Linked DNA regions of Mus musculus: region 2 is linked to region 1. A link is a contact called in public HiCAR-type data. All regions are on one chromosome and are shown on one strand. Each heading gives the region's core, a stretch centred on a gene start, on an enhancer-like site or on the middle of the called end of the contact. The rest is flanking DNA. Distances are from core to core; before and after follow the strand shown.

What was found. HiCAR-type assays count read pairs that join an accessible place to other places.
Region 2: a HiCAR-type map of fibro-adipogenic progenitors shows a contact between it and region 1, with 2.1 times the contacts expected there. The contact joins the promoter of Lpar4 here to the enhancer-like site in region 1. A contact is called at or near these places in 1 of 39 promoter capture datasets (macrophages), 4 of 484 Hi-C or Micro-C datasets (adipose-derived mesenchymal stem cells, muscle stem cells and myocytes), 1 of 115 datasets of contacts at active chromatin or transcription factors (fibro-adipogenic progenitors) and 4 of 9 other capture datasets (adipose tissue, liver, macrophages and 1 more).

The regions. Positions count from the first base shown.
Region 1 is chrX:106,850,640-106,855,935 of GRCm38.p6, reverse strand. No RefSeq gene overlaps it. Among named protein-coding and RNA genes, the nearest start is that of Rtl3, 13 kb to the right of the region's middle. Within about 2 kb of position 2,200, at least 5 of the 459 cell types and tissues checked have an H3K27ac peak or open chromatin away from gene starts, as enhancers often do. A contact at or near this core is called in fibro-adipogenic progenitors, where this site is marked.
Region 2 is chrX:106,918,503-106,923,798 of GRCm38.p6, reverse strand. It overlaps Lpar4 (lysophosphatidic acid receptor 4), which reads right to left and starts at 3,174. Exons shown (of 3, transcript NM_175271.4): 1 at 2,810-3,174.

The DNA of each region.
Region 1 (5,296 bases), core at 951-3,450:
GGGCTGTTTCCATGTCCTAGCTACTGTGAATAGAGTAGCTATGACCATGGATTGCATGTTTCTCTGTAATAGAAAATACAGTCCTACATTTGAAATGTAAATAAAGAAAATATCTAATAAAATAATGCATAAAAGAAAAAAAGAAGAAAATTCAGTCCTGTAGCTATATGCTCAGGAATGGCATAGTTAAGTCACATGGTAGATCTATTCTAGTTTTCTGAGGAAATTCCACCATAATTTCCAGAGTGCACAAAATTGTACTCTTACCAGCAGCATCTGAAGATTTGTCTTCCCCATACCCTTGCCAGCACTAGCTGCTTTCTGTTTTCTTAATTTTGTCATTCTGACTGGCGTAAGATGAAATCTCAAACTAGTTTTGATTTACTTTTCTCTGGTGGTTAAGGATAGTGCATCTTTCCCTTTTCATGAAGTTCTATTTGCCGATTAATTGTTAGTCCTATTTCCTGGGTAACTAGAGTCCAATTGAGAAAGAAGTTCATATCTGACCCTTTATCCTGAATTAGGCTCCCCCTCTTCTAGAAGTTTCAATGTTCCAGTTGTAACATTGAGATCTTTGATTCATTTGGAATTGATATATGTGCAGGGTATAAAGAACAAACAAGTTTCATTCTTTGACATATAGATACCTAATTTTCACAGTACCATTAATTAAATATGCTATCTTTTCTTCAGTGTCTATTTTTGATGACTTTGTAAAAAAAAATCAGGTCACTGGTGGTGCATGAATTTACATCTGGGACCTTTATTTTATTCCAATGGTTAATGTGGCAGTTTTGTTCCAATACAGTGCTGATTTAACTACTATGGCTCTGTAATATGTTTTAAAATCAGAAATAGTTATAGTATAAAAAAATACATTGGATGAAATTCTCAAATAATTTTTCATCCAACATTAGAATAGTAAAGATTCTGGAAAGAAAAAATAACATCTTTGAATAGCTTGTGCCTTATAGTTACTGAAATAGATATCTTTTGAGTGGAAAACCAGTACCATACCCATTAAACTGATTGGAAGAGAGAGACATCAACATTGTTCACTCTTGCTAAGAGGTATTACAGGATTCCCATAAAAGTCTAAATTAATATTTGGAGATTAAAATCTGATGTGGTAGCACATCTGTAATCCTGATGCTTGGTAGGCTGAGGCAAGAGGGTCTTTAGGTCAAGGCTAACCTTGACTACACAGGGAGCTCAAGCCTAGCCTGGACTACATGAGACACTGTGTCAGAATAACAAAACAAAAGTATAATCATAATCTAAACAAATAGAGGAATGTGTGCTACCCTATGTTCTTATAAAAATTATTGTTTCATAGACTTTGTATGGAACAACAACAGAGTAGGTGAGACTGACCTATGCATGCTGTGATTGCTACTATCAGATCAACCATTAGCAAATCATTAACTGATGATAGAAAAAAAGCATCTGAAGACCCTCCTTATCCCAGCAACAGCTTGCCTATTGCTCAGATCTCTATTGTTCAAATGGTTTGATCTTAGAAACACTGTTCCAAGTAAGCAGAGGTGCACCCTGACGTTAAGGGCTGTGATATGGTGACATGAAACTTAGGTACCACATGGTCAGATATGTATACTTGATACATCTACCAACACATTCCACTGCTCAAACAAGATAGAAACATTGGAGATATGCAAAGACATACAAATGAAAAGCATTTCCCAAGGAAACAAATTAGGCCAAATCTAAACTGTAAAATGAGTTGGAACCAATCATCCTGTTCTGGCCCAATCAGTGAAATGCAAAGCAAAGCCTAAGCACCCCTGCTTACCCCTTCTCCCATGGGTGGTGAGTCAAAATGGAACATCACCTGATGCAGAAAACACAGCCAAGTTTAGTCAAGCTCAGTGAAACATTGCCAACGGAAGATGTGCAGGAGGCAAGAAGGGGAGGGAGAGAAAGACAAATGGCCAGATGAGTGTTCAAAAGGCAAACAACCAAAACAAATAAACATTAAAGATAATTTTTAAAGAATAATAACAAATTTCCCAGTTCTGATGGGGGAACAGGGTCCACATAGGGAGCACTGCCTTGCCTGCCAAACTCTTTAGTACTCATGTAAATCACTCGAAGGACAAGTGATGATTTCTGAGAAGGGAAACATTGGGCAGGGCTCATGTCTCCAGGGTGTGCAAGTTGTTTCCAACTCCTAGTTCCTGAACACTTAGCTAGGAGGACAGCTGCTCACTGTTGATTCCATATTGGTATAAGACAGAAAGCTGGCCTGAACAGGGGCATTGGAAGGACTTTTCTAAGATTACTCCCCCAAGAGCTGATCCATGATTGTGTAATCAGCAAAATGTGCTGTCTTCCCTTTCCCTACCCTGGTTTCTGTTCCAAATCTCTTCGCCCACTAGTCATTCCTACCTTTCAACCCAGTGCACTGGTCCACCAAGGGTCACTGGAGAAAGCAATTTTTGTTTCCTAGAGGTGCTGTAACAAATTATGACAGTATGGGCTTACAAAACAGAACTTTATTCTCTAAAAATGTGTTTCTCTCTCTCTCTCTCCCTCTCTCTCTCATCTCCCTCTGTAAGATAATCATTCAAAAGCCCACAAATGCATTCTAAAGCATACAAATACATCATCTGAGTTAATTTTGCATTTTAAGAAATGAAACTTGAAGCTTTATTTAATCTATAAATGTGAAGATTTTTGAAATCTGCAAATTATACACCTTCATTTTCACCTTTGTGGCAACCTAGAAGTTTGGGGACTTCAATGTTGAGCTCTTCTATGAAACATTAGTCCCATGCTGATACTAGACTTACAACTTGGCACTCACTAAACCATGTGTGCCTGTGCAACCTCTAACCCCCAGCCCCTCATTTACTTCCTGTAAACTGTGATTAATAAATGTCCATGACTGATAAATTCATTGTGATTATTAAATGAAGGAAATTATGCAAAGCACTCATGCTAATGTCTGCTTCACACAGAACCAGTCTTTGATGTATGGTAATGGCCAACATTATTAATTCAGTGCTATTCTTACTTTAGAAATTGGAGCAAATTATAAAATAATCTAAACAGAGCTCCAATATACTGTATTTACTATTCACTAAGTGTAACTCATCATAAGCACTCCTTAAATATTTATGGTATGTTTACATTTTAGTTTGGCTTTTAACTTAATATAGAAATTTTGTTTTTAAGTTGCACATTCTAGATTGTTTCTAAAATGTAAATGCACATGATTTGGATAAAGACTGTTTGAGTACCATATCTGATCAAAATTCCTAACTATGCAAGCTTAAATAACAATTTTAATCCTCAGTTTTCTAAACTGAAAAACTGAGCTCAATCAAACATATAGTTTGTATATCACATTATATAATTCATGTAAAGGACTGAGTACTATGTCCAGAGTATGGTGAGCCCTTAAGAAATGATATAATAGGGCTGGAGGGATGGCTCAGGGTTTAAGAGCACTGACTGTTCTTCTGAAGGTCCTGAGTTCAATTCCTAGCAACCACATGGTGGCTCACAACAATCTGTAATGGGACCTGATGCCCTCTTCTGGTGTGTCTGAAGACAGTTACAGTGTACTCATATAAATAAAATAAATATTTTAAAAAAGAAATGATATAATAAATATAACACTCAGCCTTTCATCAAACTTGCTGATTTTATCCTTAATGCTCTAAACAAAATGGTCATCACAATGAGATATTTCATTCTCCGAACCTATCTGATAGATATCACTATTGCTACTTTACATAACAGTAAACAGAATTCTAAGTCACAGGTAAGTAATACATGATCGGGATGGATTTAAAAATAACCCTACTTTTAGACTTTATTATTTACAACTCTCTGTCATATACAAAGGCATAACATATACAAAGTAATGTTAATGGCAACCAAGATACCAAGAGACTCCTATGTTCCAAGCACCATATTCAGGGATTTTCCCATGCTGTCTTAGGGGATGGAGTATTTCAGGTAGTATTTATAAGAATTTCTAGAAGAAGTGTACTATTGCTCATTACTATCTTATAAGCAAGAGTACCAGAGCTCAGAAAACTAAGCAATTTACCAAAGAAAACCAAATGTCTTGTACCACAGCTAGTAGAAACTGGGACTCTGAGCTCTTCCTTTATGTGATAGAATGAACCTATTCTTTTTTAATTTGGCTTACACTGTGGCTGACAAAAGATATGGATTCACAGAATAGTGGCTATTCTATACCTCAGAAAGACAGACAGATATAACCTAACAAAAAGCCCAAACCCCAGGCATGAGAAACCTCTGTTAAATTGTTGGTCAGGTTTATCAAAGAAGACTCTCAAAATATTACAAGCTATTGTCATTGCCCTTGGCTCTCCCCCAGAGGTAGAAGGTAAACTCTAATTGCTGAAAACACCCTGCACTTCAGACACAGGGTCCAGAGGCCCTGAGCTAGAACTTACCTGAAAGCCTCCTCTTCAAGAACTTGCTTTTATGGTACCAGAAGCCATCATGCAAGCTTCCAAAGGAGGGATGCAACCAACAGTACTACCCAACTATGATGCCTATGAACCATAACAATGATCAGTATGGCACTGTAACGCTAAGAATGCTGTAATGGTGTACATACCTTGGTGGTAACCAACAGCTCTCCAATTAGACTTAAGACCCTCTTGACAAAAGGGAAATCATGTTTGGTACTGAAAACCTAGCCAACTGGCCAGGGCTAGTGAAGTCATGGATATTGGAAAATAATCTACAAGTTTCAATTTACTAAACTACATGATTCCTTACTACATTCTAATTTTGTCCCTATTCTCATAGATAAGTGTAGCCCTTGCCCTTCATCAAGGAAACTTCCTTTTTTCAACAGACGAAGACCATTACAGAAAGCCACAACCAATCAAAATGCAGATATGTGGAGTCTACTCCCAGATAAAAAAATCTACAATGTAACTCCTACACCTACAACTAGGAATCATTGCAGAAGATGGGGCAGAAAGATTGTAGAGTTAAATAAGAAAAAAGTTTGCTAGCAATGTCAGAAGCTACACTCATGAAGTTGTACCAACATATGACCCAAAGACATGCTAATGTGGAAGAGGAAATGTTCATACAAAGTCAACCTTACAAAAAGAACTACAGGCAATTAATGAATGCTCAAGGCAGGAAAAATAGTCTTTTCCAGGGAAGACCATACCAATTGATTATACAACAGCAAATGGTCAGCCCTGAAAACATACATATAGAAGCAGTATTTTATGGATTGAAAAGGTTGTGTTTATGAATTGAGGCAAAAAAAAAAATC
Region 2 (5,296 bases), core at 1,925-4,424, 67 kb before region 1:
CTCTCATTTCCATCCATTGAAAACTGATAAATGAACAAAGATTTCTTTGGTGGCCTAAAGTTATATTGGTATGTTTTGTTGTTGTTGTCTTTTTCCTTTTCCTTTTCCTTTCTTGTCCTCTGGTAACAACTGTTATGATTGGACAAAAGGAAAAAGGAAGGAAGCCTGGGACAACAGGTGAGGACTCCATTGCCTTGTTCCTATCCTGAAACCCCATTAAATTTCTTTCCCTCCAGAACTGTATGAGAAAGGCTTTCACTACTAGATATTTGTATATCTACTGAGACTCACATGTCTTCATAAAAATTCTTAAACATAACTAACATAGCATTTATGTACATTGAAAATCATTAACTCTGCACAGCATTCTCATATAAAACAAGATAGACATGGTGCTAGAATTCATACAAGTGGCACCTACATTTGGATCCTTCTTATTGTAGTACTTGTAATCCATGATTATCTGCTAGTACAGACTAATACCATTCGTACAGCCCACCCTTTTCTGAACAAAAGTTAGCCTAAAATAAAAGCAGGGTGATAAATGGACCAACAACCCTCTTGAAATGATTTTTTCTTCACATAAAAAAAAACAAAATAAACAAGTAAAACAGACAACTTTAAGTCACAGAGATCAACTTATTACTAAAAAGAATTGATTTCCATTGTCTTCCAGACAGTAATATTCCTGAAATTAAATCAATATTGTACTGGTTTGCATTAAAAGAAGACAGAGATTATTAGCATTTCTTTCTTTCATGTTTTTTTTTCTTGATGTAGACTATACATAAGAGTCTCTTTTTTTTGGAATACAAGAAAATTAAATAAGCAAGGTTTGCATAATTAAGATTGATTTAGTATCCTCATCACAAGTCAACTGTGGGACAGTTAGCAGAAGCTATTTTCTAGGCCTCAGTTTCTCTTCACTTTCCATATTGGGCCCTGACTGAAAAAAAGCCTTCAACTGGGGCCACAGTAGTGTCTTCACTGGCTGTTCCTGTCTGTCAGTTATTTTCACCTGCTTCTGCTTGTCATGACAAAAAATAAATTAATTAATTAAAAAATTAAAAAGACCAAAAGCCTGGACAAGAGTCATTACATTTTATTAGACCCAGTGCAATAATTTAAGTTAATATGAATATCAGAAATAAATAGTATTAATTACTGCCCAAAGCTTAAATTTATAGAGCAAGGTGACATTTACATCCTAAATTCCTACATTCCTCGTGCTCTCATCTTCCCTGTCCTCTGAATTGCCTATTCAATATCAACTTTAATTGTGGAGGTCTCAGCTCTTTAGTCCCCCCTACCTGAACACCTTGCCCTCAAAGTGTGGGGTCAACAGCCTACCCCAGAATAGAACTCTGCACAATAGACTATTCACTGTTCTTATCAGTTGTTTATCCCCTAAAAGCTGAAAATGGATTCTCAGAGCTGAGTGGCCTTTTATGAAGTTCCCAATTTTTAGTACCAATATTGACAATTATAAGGGTTTTTTTAGTTCCCACTCCAGAGGGCCAAGAACAGACTGTATATGTTGACAGACAGAGAATAAAAGACAGTGACCAAATCACAGCAAGAGCAACAAACTTCAGTGCATTTTCTCCCACAAAGGGAATTGAATAGATTAAACTTTGTCTAAGCCTGGCTTGAGTGGTGCTATAAGGCATCTTCCCAGTCCTCCCTTTAACTTAGAGAATACACATTCTGAAAGGCTGCCCTGGTTGTTCCAAAAGGGCTTTCATTCACATCTCTGATTGGCAGCCAGGAGGTGCTTCAGAATGTAGGAGCCATGAGGTTTATCAGCTGAGCTCATCCTTTGCAAGAGTGCAACTTCTCATTTGCAACAAGGCAAAAGGATTTATAATCTATTTTTGTTGGGGCAAGCTGTTGGGAGTTTGCTCTGAAAAAATAAACATGTGAAAAAGCCACTGGATAACTTTGATTATAAGTTACTATTGAAGCTTTTATGCTAGTCAAGGAAAAGAAAGATGCATTATTTGGTAAAGCAGCAAAGTGAATAACATTATCAAGCTTTTTGACATACTCAAATTTTTTCAATTTCTCTGGTCTTCTCCCCCCACAAAAATCATGATAAATTACAATGCTGTATTTGCTTCCCAAACAGAAATTACCTAGCATACAATACTAATTAATTCAACAAGTCTTTTTCACTAAAAATATTTAAAATATTTATAATATGCAAGAGAATTTTAGACATGTCACATTGTGTTGCATTTACATGGCAAATAGCAAGTAATTTCACAAGTAATAGAAAATTCTATTTATGCTAGAATTCAGTTTTCATTCAAACATGATTCCTCCTTTATGGGCAGTTCATGAATTATTCAATATAGCAAATGTCACATTCTCCATAAATCAATTAAGCATCAAAGGCATGTAGTGTATAGTTTTACTAGAAGAAACCTCATCATAATAAAAGCCACGTTAGCTCACAATCTTTTGTAAACCAAAGAAATATAATGCTAGCCAAAAGACTTTCTAACTTATTCTACCCTGTGATTTTGAATCAGCTCTTTAGGACTGTGTTTACATGAAACAACAGCCTGAAAATCCTGTCTCTCTCCCACTGAAACAGTATTTACTGCCAAAACAATAGAAATTCTTGTGTTTTTTTTTTTTTTTTTTTTTTTTTTACCATTCAACACGATGATCCTTGTTCAGTACTTCAGAGCTGAAGTCTAACTTCTTTCCCCAAACACTCAAAGCATCAGCGTTTCGATTGAAGTTTCTTACACCATCCCCCACCCCCAAACGCCAAAATCAAATCTTTCTCAAAGAGACTTACCCCAAGAAAGAGTGTGCTAGATGAGAGAATGTGCTCATGCCTGTAGATAGTTAGCTAATAAACGTGTAAACTGGCAACTCGCACTTCGGAAGCGCATATTTTTATCCATAAAAAACAAAAACAAAACAAAACAAAAAACAAAAAACAGGGAAAGGTTAGCCCAGCCCAAAAAGAGCAGACTCTGGGCTGCCGCAGCTCCTTACTGCAAACCGCTCATTCTGAAAATGTGAGCTTATTTACATTTATCGCTTTCCCTTTGTTAAGGACTAGCCCTCTTTAATGCTGGAGCCCGCATGCCTTTAACAAACAGGACACAAGAAAAGGCCCAAAGTCTTGCTGGAGCCGAGGGCCGCCGGGGGAACTCTTGGGGGTCTCAATAGGAAATGCTTTTCATTGGATAAGGAGGCATTATTAGGAGCCGTGATCCCGCCCAATCCCCTGTGCTTCATAGTTCCCTTAGTCACCACCAATCGCTGGACTGAAGAAGTTTTTCCTTAAAGAGCATTGCCCAGGAAAAGCAGTTTCACAGTCAAGAATTAGTGGCTTAAGTGCCACTTGACAATATAAAAAGTGTCTTTCCTGACCAATTAATTCACAGAGAAAGCTTGTCTGCCTGTCTTTGCAGCAGGACCGCTACCCTCTTACAATTCTAATGAGAAGGAGGAGGAGACAAAACTCCAAACTGGGAGGAGCAGCCCTGTTTGCTCCTAAGTTTTTTTTTTTAAAACAATCACAAAAACTATTAGTAAGAATTAAGGAGAGGGCAGGGGGAAAGGCAAAAAAAAAAAAAAAAAAAAAAAAAACAACTGGAAATGCATGGTTATCACAGTTTGCATAATTGAATTTCTGTCACTCTCCAAAACAAAATTCAATTCAATACCATAGTCACTTACTTAAGCCAGAAAAAAAAAAATGCCTTCAGACTGTCCTAGTGAAGTTGCCCAGAGCTATAACACTCGCCTTACATGATCCACGCAAAGCTCAGTAGCAGAAGGAAAGCCATTTCTCTTAAATAACTGCATGGCAGGAAGTGTAATTGCCATGAAATTTTCGGAGGTTTACTAAAAGTAAATAGTTCAGATGCAATTTGTTCATAGAGAGCTGTTACCTTCTACTCTACCCCACGTTTGCCCTAGACAAGCTCTGAACCTTATAGGTAGACTGGACTGCCTTGGTCAACCACACTGCTTCCCCCTTGGCCTCCAGTTTTCTTTCTTCTCCTCCCTCTCCCTGGTCTGAGTTTGTTGTGGAAACTTCCCTTTTGTAACAGCCATTGCTAGCCTTTCCCTACTACCAGAAACTCCTCCCCTTGCCCATCCCTTTCTCCTCTACCTCCAAACACTGCCAATACCACCACCAACAGCAACGTCCTGCCCCTTCTTAGGAATGAAACCCCTTGGCAGGGATTCGTTGCTTCCCTTTTTCTGGGCAGAACCATGGCCCCCAGATGAATGGGAGAACCTCCATCTGCTGCTTCATAACTTCAATCTACATAGTTAAGCTACATCCCAAATAAAATGTGTACCATGCTTATCTTCACGTTCCCTTCAGACCTGTTTTGGAGCTTCCCTTACTAACCATCTGTAACAGGTCATTGTGAAGTTGACACTAGCCTTACTGACTCTGGAAAAAAATCTCTTTTCTACAGCTTCCTCTTCCACATCCCTGTTTTCTGTTTCTTGCTGGCTGCCTCAGGTTAACTTATTTCTATATCTTCACTGGTTGTCTTCCTTCTCATTTACTTTGGGCCTAGAGCAGCTTGTGATAGGCTAAAAAAAAAGTTAAAGATGAAATCACTCTTCTGCAGAACTTCATACTCTACTTGAAGGCAAAAAGACATACAGAGTAGTGAGATACCAAAGTGATTTCAAAAACAAAAACTATTAAAGTAGTTACAAGAAGTGTGAGTTCTGCCATAGTTCAGGGAATGAAAATAAAGCACCCGAGTGAGTGCCAAAAGTACTTCCTAGATAATGTGAGGTTTGAATCGAGTTTTAGGGTCACCCAGAGCTTAAGTAACACAAACATGAAAAGGGGCAACTTTCCAGGCTCTTTGTGAGAAATGGTTAAATGGAGAAAATGAGGAGTGACCAGAGATAAGGAGCTTGGTTGTAAAAAGAAAAGAAAGGTAAGGAGAAGAACCTTTCCGGAAACAAGCTTTTGAAGCACTAGGTGCAATAGCGCCTTTATCTCTAGTAATAATGCTCACTGTCTCTCAGGAAGTCAAGCTCACTACCATTCCTCTCTTGGGATAAATTTTCCTCAGTCATCCATTTAATCTCTCTCCTTCTCCCTGTGGGGTGTCAATATCTTTCTGATGTATCTCCCAAATAATTTCTTATATGATATTTAAGGTATCACGCGCCCTCAGAGTATCACTCCTTCTCTGGCTAAACTTTGCTTTCAAAGAATCACTTCTATCTCCTAGAGTCATTTCTGATTTCTCTCACTACGCACATTTCCATCTCTCCTCTCTGACCAGAACAC